Regions from separate parts of the Rattus norvegicus genome. Here region 1 is linked to region 2. The links are chromatin contacts, called in public Hi-C maps. All regions are on one chromosome and are shown on one strand. The core of a region is the stretch at or near the end of the contact, and the rest is flanking DNA. Distances in the headings are between cores, read along the strand shown. Region 1 has its middle 110 kb from the start of Fn1. Region 2 overlaps LOC134480293 (a long non-coding RNA gene).

Region 1 (4,760 bases), core at 336-2,835, 41 kb after region 2:
CCCTCCTCACTCCCCTCCACCAAATGTCTCATCGTAGTTCAAAAGAGAAAGCCATTCTCTAGCGTACTCTTGGATAACCGTCAAAGTCAGGGTCTCTGCTCCTTGTGTCTCACTGACCCCTCTCCCTGCCCCAGATAAAAGCTCCTGAATACACGCCATACCCAACTGCTTTCTCTCTTCCATTCCTGTATCCTAGCCACCTGTATCTCCTCTTTAGCCTGTGGCATCCATTTATTGGTAACCTTCTACACCTTCAGTGGAACCTTCTAGTTCTTCGTCTCACGTTGTGGCCCAAGTGCTCATCAAATAATGATCAGGTCATGACCCTTCTTTCATGCCCTGATTGTTGTAATAGTTGTGACTGTGAAGTCCTTAATATCTTGTGCTTGCCCAGGTCACCAGCCTCACTGCTCCTACGTCCCCAGTACTCACCAGCTTTGACCTCATTGCTCTCCACTTCAACGTCTCCCCTGATCCTCCAATCAAACTTCTGTCATATATGCTCTCTAAGAGTATACGATCCCTCCACCCACTGTCTCTTATATTAATTGTCTCTTATAGATCTTTAATAGATAAATAAACATAAATAGATAAATATATCATATATATCATATATCACATGTCATGTCACACATCACATGTCACATATCATATATATATAATAGATATATAGATATTTCAGAAAATGATAATATTAATTTAGCATTAGTCACTGCCACCTGACCGAGCTCCTCAAGGATTGGCATATTTATCTTGTCCCACTCTCTCTTCTCCAGCACCCAGTTGAGAAATTTGTACATAGAAAGGACTTAATAAATATTCTTTAAATGATGGGCTTCCGTTCATACCAGAAGAGATTCGAGGAAGACTATCTGTGGGTCACGGCACCAAAAGGGACTGCTCCTTGCACTTCCTGGGAAAGCTGGTTTATTTTGCATCCTTGGCTCTTGCCCTAAGAATGGAACTCACACATCAGTAGGATACTAAGCAGAGATACGGCATTATTTTCATCATTGAACTCGTTCTCAAAGTAGCTGCCTATTTCCATTCAAGAACATCAGTTAGGGGAGAGCAACACACAGCTTGTAATACATTGTTATTTTTTAGGTCCCCACCCTCAAACATATGATTGCATGAAAATTAATTCACTTATGTCATGTACACCACCCATAAGATTTAGCATTCTGAGAAATGTGTTTTGTTTTTCAGTTATAAAGAGCTGGTCTAGAGGCATATGTTAGACCCACTTCAGTCTTTGCCCAAATATGGTGACATAACACTCTGGGATAAGGCCAATAGCCTAGATTTATAGCTTAAAATCCAGACTGGGTGAAACAGGATCCCAGTGAGTCAAAGTGCGTGATTGTTCCAAAAGTCTGGGCAGGTGCCAGCCATTCATAGCTTGCTATTTCCAGTGAGATTTCGAAACATGAACACTTGTAGTCCTCATTAACAACAATCAAGAGATGTAAAATCACAGTCAGGACTTCTAGCTAAAGAGGTAAAGTACACACCCACGCTGTCTCTACCGGTGTGCTGAGAACTGCAGAGTCCCCATGTTGTAAAACCTGACAAGACAGGAATGTAAGACAAAGCCTTAACTGTTTGATATGGGTTCGGGAGTCCAGGAAGTGTGTCAACACACTCAATTAGAATTTGTATGGTCACAATTTATTTTGGGTATTTTCCCGAATGCCAGGTCAATATTTATAGAACCTGGGCTGAACTGAGTGGCAGACAGTTCTGGTGGCATGCGGCTGCTTTAGGTGGAGATTCCTGGATGTCCCCTACCTTTCCCCATTCCTCCTAGCTAAAACCCATCCTTTATATCTACAGAGTCTGGAATTTACCATTCTCCAATTCCTTACAGGCAGAGGTCCTGCCTTCTTTGAAAACCCAGAGACTCCTTAGAACGGCAGTTACTTCCCAGGGCATCAATCATTCCACCTTATGTAGAAATTAAATATACTATCAGTGCGATAACTTACTCTTAACCCCTCAAACTAAACCTTCTGTCAATTTTAAGTAGGCAGCATTTGCTTCCACCTGTGTGAATAGGCTTGCAGAAGTTCCCATGAGGTTTAAAGCAGACTAACACATACACTGTCATCTCTGAGCGAAAGGGAGGGGTGTGCCTGGAAGCAACTGTCAGCATGAACCCAATGCCACACGGTACCCCATTAATGTCTGCAATCAATATGTATTGATAAAAATTGCATTACATGTGTTTATTGCACATGTGCACATGCATGTGCGTTCATGTTGGTGTGTGCATGTGTACCACAGCATATATATGGAGATCAGAGGACAGCTTTCAGGGGTTGGTTCTCTCCTTCCATTATGTGGGTCTTGGGGGTCAAACCTAGGTCATCAGACTTGGAGTCAAATGCCCTTACACCCTGAACTGTCTCATCAGCCCAGGAAATTTTAAGTTGTTTTTTTTTTTTTTTAAAAACTTGTGTGTGTGCACAGACAAGTGCACATGAACACAGGTGTTTGAGGAGGCCAGAGGTGTCATATCCCCCTGAAGTTGGAGTCACAGGTATTGTGAACTATCTGACCCTGGTGCTGGGAACTTAACTCTGGTCCTGTGCAAGAGCGGCATGCACTCTTAACTTCTGAGCCTTCTCTCCAGCCTCCCCAGTAAAAAGTCTCAAATGAAGAAGCAGAAGTGTGGAACCTCAGCACACACGGCAATAACGTGAAGAAGATGATGAGAAAGAAATCCGTTGATCTGAAAACTGTCTCCAGCAGCTCGGTCTCTTCCCCACACGGTGCTGCTGCTGGCTTTGCTTGTGTTGCTGCATATGCTTGTTGGTTCAAAGAAAACGGAGCTGAAATGATTAGGAAGAGGTAGGGGGGAAGTCCGCAAGTACTCTCTGTTCGACGACACTGAAACCCACAGAAGAGCATAGCAACCAGCTGAAAAACTTCAGCTCTACATCCACCAGAAAAATCTTTCTCTACTTTTCATATTGGGATAGATAAAAGCTGTGACTTGTTCCCACAATCACAAACACTTAAGCCAGAAAGCCATGGTATCCTTTGAAGTTTTAGGAGTTTGTGTCACTAACCAGCATGTACCAAAGACTCAGAAAGGCACGCTCAGAGATTGGCTAGTTTAACTACTGGCTTTTGTTCCTGTTAGCGGCAACTGGTAGCACTTTCACACTGACTTAGTCTTGCAGAAAATAAAATATATCTGTTTTTCGATCATGCCTTAGTTTCCCTAAATTGAAGTTGACAATTTAACCCCCCTCAAGTTTCTGCCTATTAATTTTTCATGTCTAGATCTAGAAAAAGCTGTATGATGTCATGGGATGTGTCTGGGTCTGGTGCCATGTTTTGAGATGCGACACCATGTCATGACATCTCACTGAAGCAGGCGGTAATAAAGAAGTTCATGGGGTGGTAGAACGGCTCGCTGTGTAAGGATGCTTGCACCAGACCTGGAGGAACGAGCTCCATCCTCAGGATCTGGTGGTGGTAGATGGAGAGGACCAACTCTCTAAAGTTGACCTCCGACCTCCCCATGTGCCTTGTGGAACATGTGTACCCACATTTGCTCACAAAATAAATATATTAAAGATGTAATTTAAAAACTTAAGAAAAAAGACATTTACACCATGTTGCAGGCAGACACAGGCTTTCTTTAGTAAACTCTAGAAATATTCATTTGTGATCAAATAATTTATACTCTCTTAACTGAAAATTATTTATCCTGATTTAATTAACGAAACTTTCATAATCATATAACCGCAGTCTAACCCTGAATTTTAACTATCATAGTAATTGGCCACGTAGGCATTCACTTTTCCTGTTTTTATGGCTCATATGATTAATGGCCTTAGAGTACATGTCCTCTTAACAGCAGATTTTAAAGGCATCATTGAGCTGACTGTGTCATTTGCCAAATTTCCCCTCTTAGTGTTTTTTATATTATTACTTTTTCCTTTTCTCCAATCTTCATTCCACTTTCTGCTCTCCACAAAGCTCCCTTCCCCTATTTGTGCATTTTGGTTTATAAACCAGATTCTTCCATACCTGTGGAAAAGTATGAGGCCTTATTAAGTATGAGCTTTGTAGTCTACAAATGCTATCGCACAGCAGAGCATGGTGAATTGCTTCCCTTCTGCACGTGGGGCTCACAACACCTCTGTGGCTATGTGTTGATGTAGCTCATGGCTATCGGTGCTACAGAGCAGCCATTTGTAAGATGTGCTTCCCACATGTCACCTAGTGATAGGTGGACATCACCTCCAATTTCTAGCGGGATGACAGTGCCATCGTTTTGTCAAAATGTGGCGAGATGGATGACCTGGGGAAGTCAGTGGTGGCTATAATGTTGAGTTTCGTTTCTTGTTAGAGGTTCTAAATGAACATAAAGAGAAGGCATCTGGCTCCAGAGAGCCTCCAGCCAAACAGCTGGTTTTCAACAGACAGCTGTAGACTCGTGACCATGAGCCCTAAACGTTAAAGCCAATGATGCTATCTACGAGGAATGCTCAGCCTGCGAAGACTGAGCTGTTGAAGGCAGAGTCGACAGACACAAGGGAGAGCAGATGCAGGGACTTGCAAGACAGATGAGATGTAGCAATCTGCATAGAAATGCTACGTCAGATTGGTCCGTAAATTATTCTCTGTGAGTCTAATGGAGCCAGAGGAAGGGAGGGAGGGAGGGAGAGAGGGAGGGAGGGAGGAAGAAAGGAGGGAGGGAGGGAGGAAGGGAGGGAGGGAAGGAGGGAGGAAGAAAGGAGGGA
Region 2 (4,811 bases), core at 2,177-4,676:
CGCGCCCATGTGCCTATGAGCGCAGGTACCCTTGAAACCAGAGGCACCGGATCCTCCTGGAACTGAAGTTACAGACAGTTGCGAGCTACCCGATGTGGAGGCTGGGAGCCAAACTCACACTGTCTGAATGAGCCGCGAGCACTCAGACCCTGAGCCGTCTGTCCAGACCTAGTCTTATGTATTTTATTTCTGAGACACGGTTTCACAATAGACCTAGATTGCCTGAAACTCACTATGTAAACCAGACTGGCCTTGAACTCATAGATATCCACAAGTGTATGTCTCTCAGGTGCTGAGATTATAAGCATGTACCACCATACCTGGCGTCTCTACATGTTTTAAAAGAAAGCCCTTCATTACATTCTATAACATGAATTTGTAATCTGTAAGGGATTTCCTTGAAAGCTGAACCTAGTGGCACACAACCTTAACCAAGGCACTTGGGAGGCAGAGGCAGGCGAGTCTCTGAGTTTGAGGCCAGCCTTGTCTACCAATCAAGTTCCACGGCAGCCAGGGCTACTCTTGATATCAAAAGGCTAAATTTGGTTCAGGTAAGAAAAGCTGTTGCAAGATTACAGAACTAATACCATACACGGAAACCCATACAGTGTGAACAATTCTTTTTACTTCAGATGATGAATTAAATATGTAAGCAGAAGTAATAATCTCATTGATCACCCCAAAATTCAGTGAATATTGTTTAAGAAACTAGAGTGTAACACCATCCCTGGTTTGCGTAGAAAGAAACGGAGAAGTGGAAATGTCTGAGAATGCGATTCCTAAGTTTCTCTTGTCAGTGCCAATCCTATGTCGCTCCACTCTTCCCTAGTTATCCTTATATTTGGCCCACCCCAGCCATCCTTACTTGAGGGAAGAACTGTATGAAGACAATGTTAGAGGCTGGGCATAGTGATACACGCCTTTAATCGCAACACTCAGGAGGCAAAAAGAGGCAGGTCTCTGTAAGTTCTAGGACAGCCAGGGCTACCTAGTAAAATCCCTATTTAAAAAAAAAAATCCATGTTGGAGAAACATAATGGCCACTCCCTTCAACCTCTCCTCTCAATGTCTACAGGCCAGAGTTTATCCAGAGTCCTGGGTAGTGCCCAAACATTCAGGATGTTGTTCATCCATCCATTTACTTCCTCATTTATCCATCCATCCTGGTATCCAGCTACCCAAAGAAACATGGAGTATCTGTAGGGACCACGTCATAAATGAAAGTCTCTTTCCACAGGCAAAGCAGACAGCTGTTCCACAGGCAGAAATTCTTCTCATAACAGCCACCTCAAAATTGGATCTGTTTGGGTCCTAACCAAAAGATATACCAGTTTCTAGAACTTGCGATTGGATCTCCATGACCCTCTGGTGATGTAGGCCTTTCTTTGCCTTAAACCTCTTTCTTCTTCTCTTGAGATGTTTCTCATGAATGTTAGCATAGTTGTTCAAAACACCCAGTAAAGTTCTTCTCCGATGCAAATCCTATCTAAAACAATGTATCTTGTAAACGGAAAGGCTCCGTTCTGTTGTTAATGCATAGGTAGAATCCTCAGTGAGGATCAGTTCTATGAGCCGTTGACTTTATCATCCACCGTGCACTATGCTCGTGGGATATTAACACGGGAAGCTTCAGCTCCTACACTGCCACCCACGTCAGAGAAGCTGGTCTTCTCTTCATCCAGCTAACACAGGCATGTTCTACACATGCCATAGATTCTGCCTTTAAACTCCTTCACTGTTATCGTTTCATTTGCAACTTGTTAAGCTGCTTCTATAATAAAGTCATGGAGAAGACACTGGACAGCTAGCGGCTCATTTTGCTCCATAATTGTCTGGTTAAAATAAGAAAAGTCACATTTTTTTTGACCTTCTCAGTTTATCAGATTGGGAAACACAAATTGTTGTTACATAGCATGCCTGGACCGTTAGCATTTCACAATCGCTAACATTTCATTACCCCTTCTGAGTACAAAATGTCACTAGGAACATATGTGAAATATTTAGGAACCTTGCCCAAGATACAATAGAACATGAAAAATATTAGATTTGATTTTTTGAGGATGAAAGGGAGGAGGGAAAAGTGTCTTGTTAGATTCCAATTAGGATCTTAAACTCCTGGTTGAATGCTGAAGTCAATCTTGCTTAATTGAATAGAGTTTGCCATCTGCCCACCCATAGCCAGCCTTTCCTGTTTCTCATTTACATTCAAATCTTTACGCCATCAGTTTTATCTCTAGAGCCAGACAAATTGGGACTGAGGAGTTTATTATATGTGTTGCAAATTATTGCATAACGTCATCTTATATTAAGGCTGAGAACATTGGGTTTTCTAAATTGTCAAGCAAAGCAGATAACATTTTCCTAGTATTTTGATCATCCTTTCCTTTTTCTAGTCATCTCTGGGATTAGGTCATCATGTAGCTATGTAAATGTCTTTCTTGTATTCACACAGCTATGTGCTTTATTTAAAAGTCACTTTCAATTCAGTCTCTGGCCAGCAGGCTCATAGCCTTTATTCAGCAGTGACACTTAAAAACAAACAGAAATAATTGCATTTTTGGTAAGATACAATTACTATTGTGCGTTAGGAAGATAAGATATTTTCCTTTGCAGTCAGCATTTCTGGTGGGCATAATTTTGGCCACATAGTAAGAGAAATTAAGGGTTCCTATTTTACAAAAGTATCCCTCTTACACACATAAGTTCATTTTAAATGTGGAAGCGTACAGGGTACTAGAAGGAAGCACATAATATTTGAGGCAAATATGAGCGCCTGCTATCTGCATAGTCTTTCTTGGCGAGGTTCATGCTAGTAGGGAGACCAACCCCTGTCAATCACTTACCTCTCATTGTTTTAACAATGGAAGAATTGTGTATATAGACTGCTCAGGAAATGAGCACCAATTCCTGGTAGAGCTTAGAGACTATACTATGCATAACTAATATCTAATGCATGTGCACACAGAGACTAGCAGACAATCTCACATAGTGTTCCTCACATTCTGTCACTCTGTTGGCCTGGAGCTCCATGGTCAGGCTAGGCTGGCCGACCAGTGAGCTCCATTCTGAGGATTACAGCTGTGCATGCCCCATCCAGCTTTTTCATGTGAATTCTAGGTATTGAACTCTGGGCATCTTCATGCTTGCACGGCAAGCACTTACGTGAGTCACGTCCCACGCCCCATGACTAGCATTTTCTGAAAATAGTTTGGATTAAAAGGAAATTTTACTTATCTTTTAGAATACTATATATTTTCTTGGTATCTTTTTATCCCCTTGAGATGAGATGAAAGGTCATTGGAAGGTATAGAGTCCATTTTTTCCACCTTTGGTTTAAAAAGAAGCGCTCCCAGTTCTCAGAACAGGCAGGCTTACTTTGGCTTGTGTTTTTGTTTGCGCTTGTCTCCACGGCCTTCTTTGTGCCTGTTTTTCCCTTTCCGGCCCTTTTGAGTCATATGTTGACATAACTCAGTGCGAAGCCTTGGGTTTGAAGAGAAGTGTACACCGAGTCCAGGTACACAGAGATTCTTGTCTGATAACACCGCAAACACTCCGCCTGCAGACTTCCTACGCTTGAGACATAATATTTTCGAACATTAATTTGCCAAGCAGGTTGGCCGTGACTCTGCCTGCCTGCTGCTGCTTGTCTGAGTCAGGAAGGCTCTGTCTACCCTCTTTGACTGGGGTTTATTTCTCACGTAGACGCGCGAATAAAGAGCGCCTTTGGAAGTTGTGAGTCTGGGCTTTTCCCCTTCCCTACGCTGTGGGGACAGTTTTCAAAAGTGACTTCTTTACTTTTGATGAAACACAACTTATGGCTCATCTCCAAAAGAGAAACACCTCAAATTTTGCACTGTTGAAAATTTTAGTCCAGGTTCTGTGCCATTTTTTTTAAAATCATTTGATAACTTTTTTTCCTTTTCTTCTCTATGGCTTCACAGTTTGGAGGTCACATGCACCTAAAGTCATTGTTCCTGTTTGATATTCTCAACTGTGCTCTGGTTGTTACGTTTACTACCTGAGAAGGAAGGAACAAAGTAACCAGGCAGAGCTGAGAACCTAAGAGTGGATTAGAGGATCCCGAGACTCTTTAAACAGTAAGTTTCTTACTTTAATATGTGGAGAACTTCATGAGTCTGATGCTTTTGTGGAACAAAATAAAACGTAAGATTTAATGAAGAAGTTATGCATATTTAAAACTGGGAAAAGAGGGGCAGAGAAGGCAGCTCAGTGAGTAAATGGCTTCCCATCAGATGGGAGGTCCTGATATTGGACTCCCCCAAACCCACTCCGCTCTGTAATCCAGTGCCTCTATAGTGAGTAAAGGGATGGAGAGAAAGAAATCCTTGATCCTGGGCAGCTGGAAGTACATAGCAGAAAACAAGACTCTGTCTCAAGGCAGATGTAAGGACGGACACCCAAGGCTGACTTGATCTTCCTACACACACACACACACACACACACACACACACACACACACACAGAGTTTTTTTGTTTATGATTAACAAAAGATAAGGAAATACCTCAAATGAATACACACATGCATGTACACATGAACACATACATATATGCCCATGCATATGCACAGGCACATAGGGAGGCAGGATTTCTTGATAAGAAGTGCATAAAAAGGCAAAACTAGGTTTCATAGATGATGGTTTAGCTAGCTGACAGCCCATTGCTTATTTCTTGGCCTTCGACCCTCCTCCCATCTGAGAAACTCTTTCACTACTGATGTCATGGTTTTATGACAAACCTTGCCTCATGTTCTCTGAAATCCAACAACTTTATTGGCAAGATGCACCTGACTT

The links. A called contact is a pair of places that touch in the nucleus more often than the background predicts.
Region 1: a contact with region 2 is called in a Hi-C map of liver, with 4 times the contacts expected there. The contact joins two enhancer-like sites. A contact is called at or near these places in 3 of 12 Hi-C or Micro-C datasets (kidney and liver).

Annotation. Positions count from the first base shown.
Region 1 is chr9:80,821,521-80,826,280 of GRCr8, forward strand. No RefSeq gene overlaps it. Among named protein-coding and RNA genes, the nearest start is that of Fn1, 110 kb to the left of the region's middle. Within about 2 kb of position 1,586, at least 15 of the 93 cell types and tissues checked have an H3K27ac peak or open chromatin away from gene starts, as enhancers often do. A contact at or near this core is called in liver, where this site is marked.
Region 2 is chr9:80,779,050-80,783,860 of GRCr8, forward strand. LOC134480293 (a long non-coding RNA gene) reads right to left here. Exons shown (of 3, transcript XR_010054664.1): 3 at 4,206-4,811. Among named protein-coding and RNA genes, the nearest start is that of Fn1, 67 kb to the left of the region's middle. Within about 2 kb of position 3,427, at least 7 of the 93 cell types and tissues checked have an H3K27ac peak or open chromatin away from gene starts, as enhancers often do. A contact at or near this core is called in liver, where this site is marked.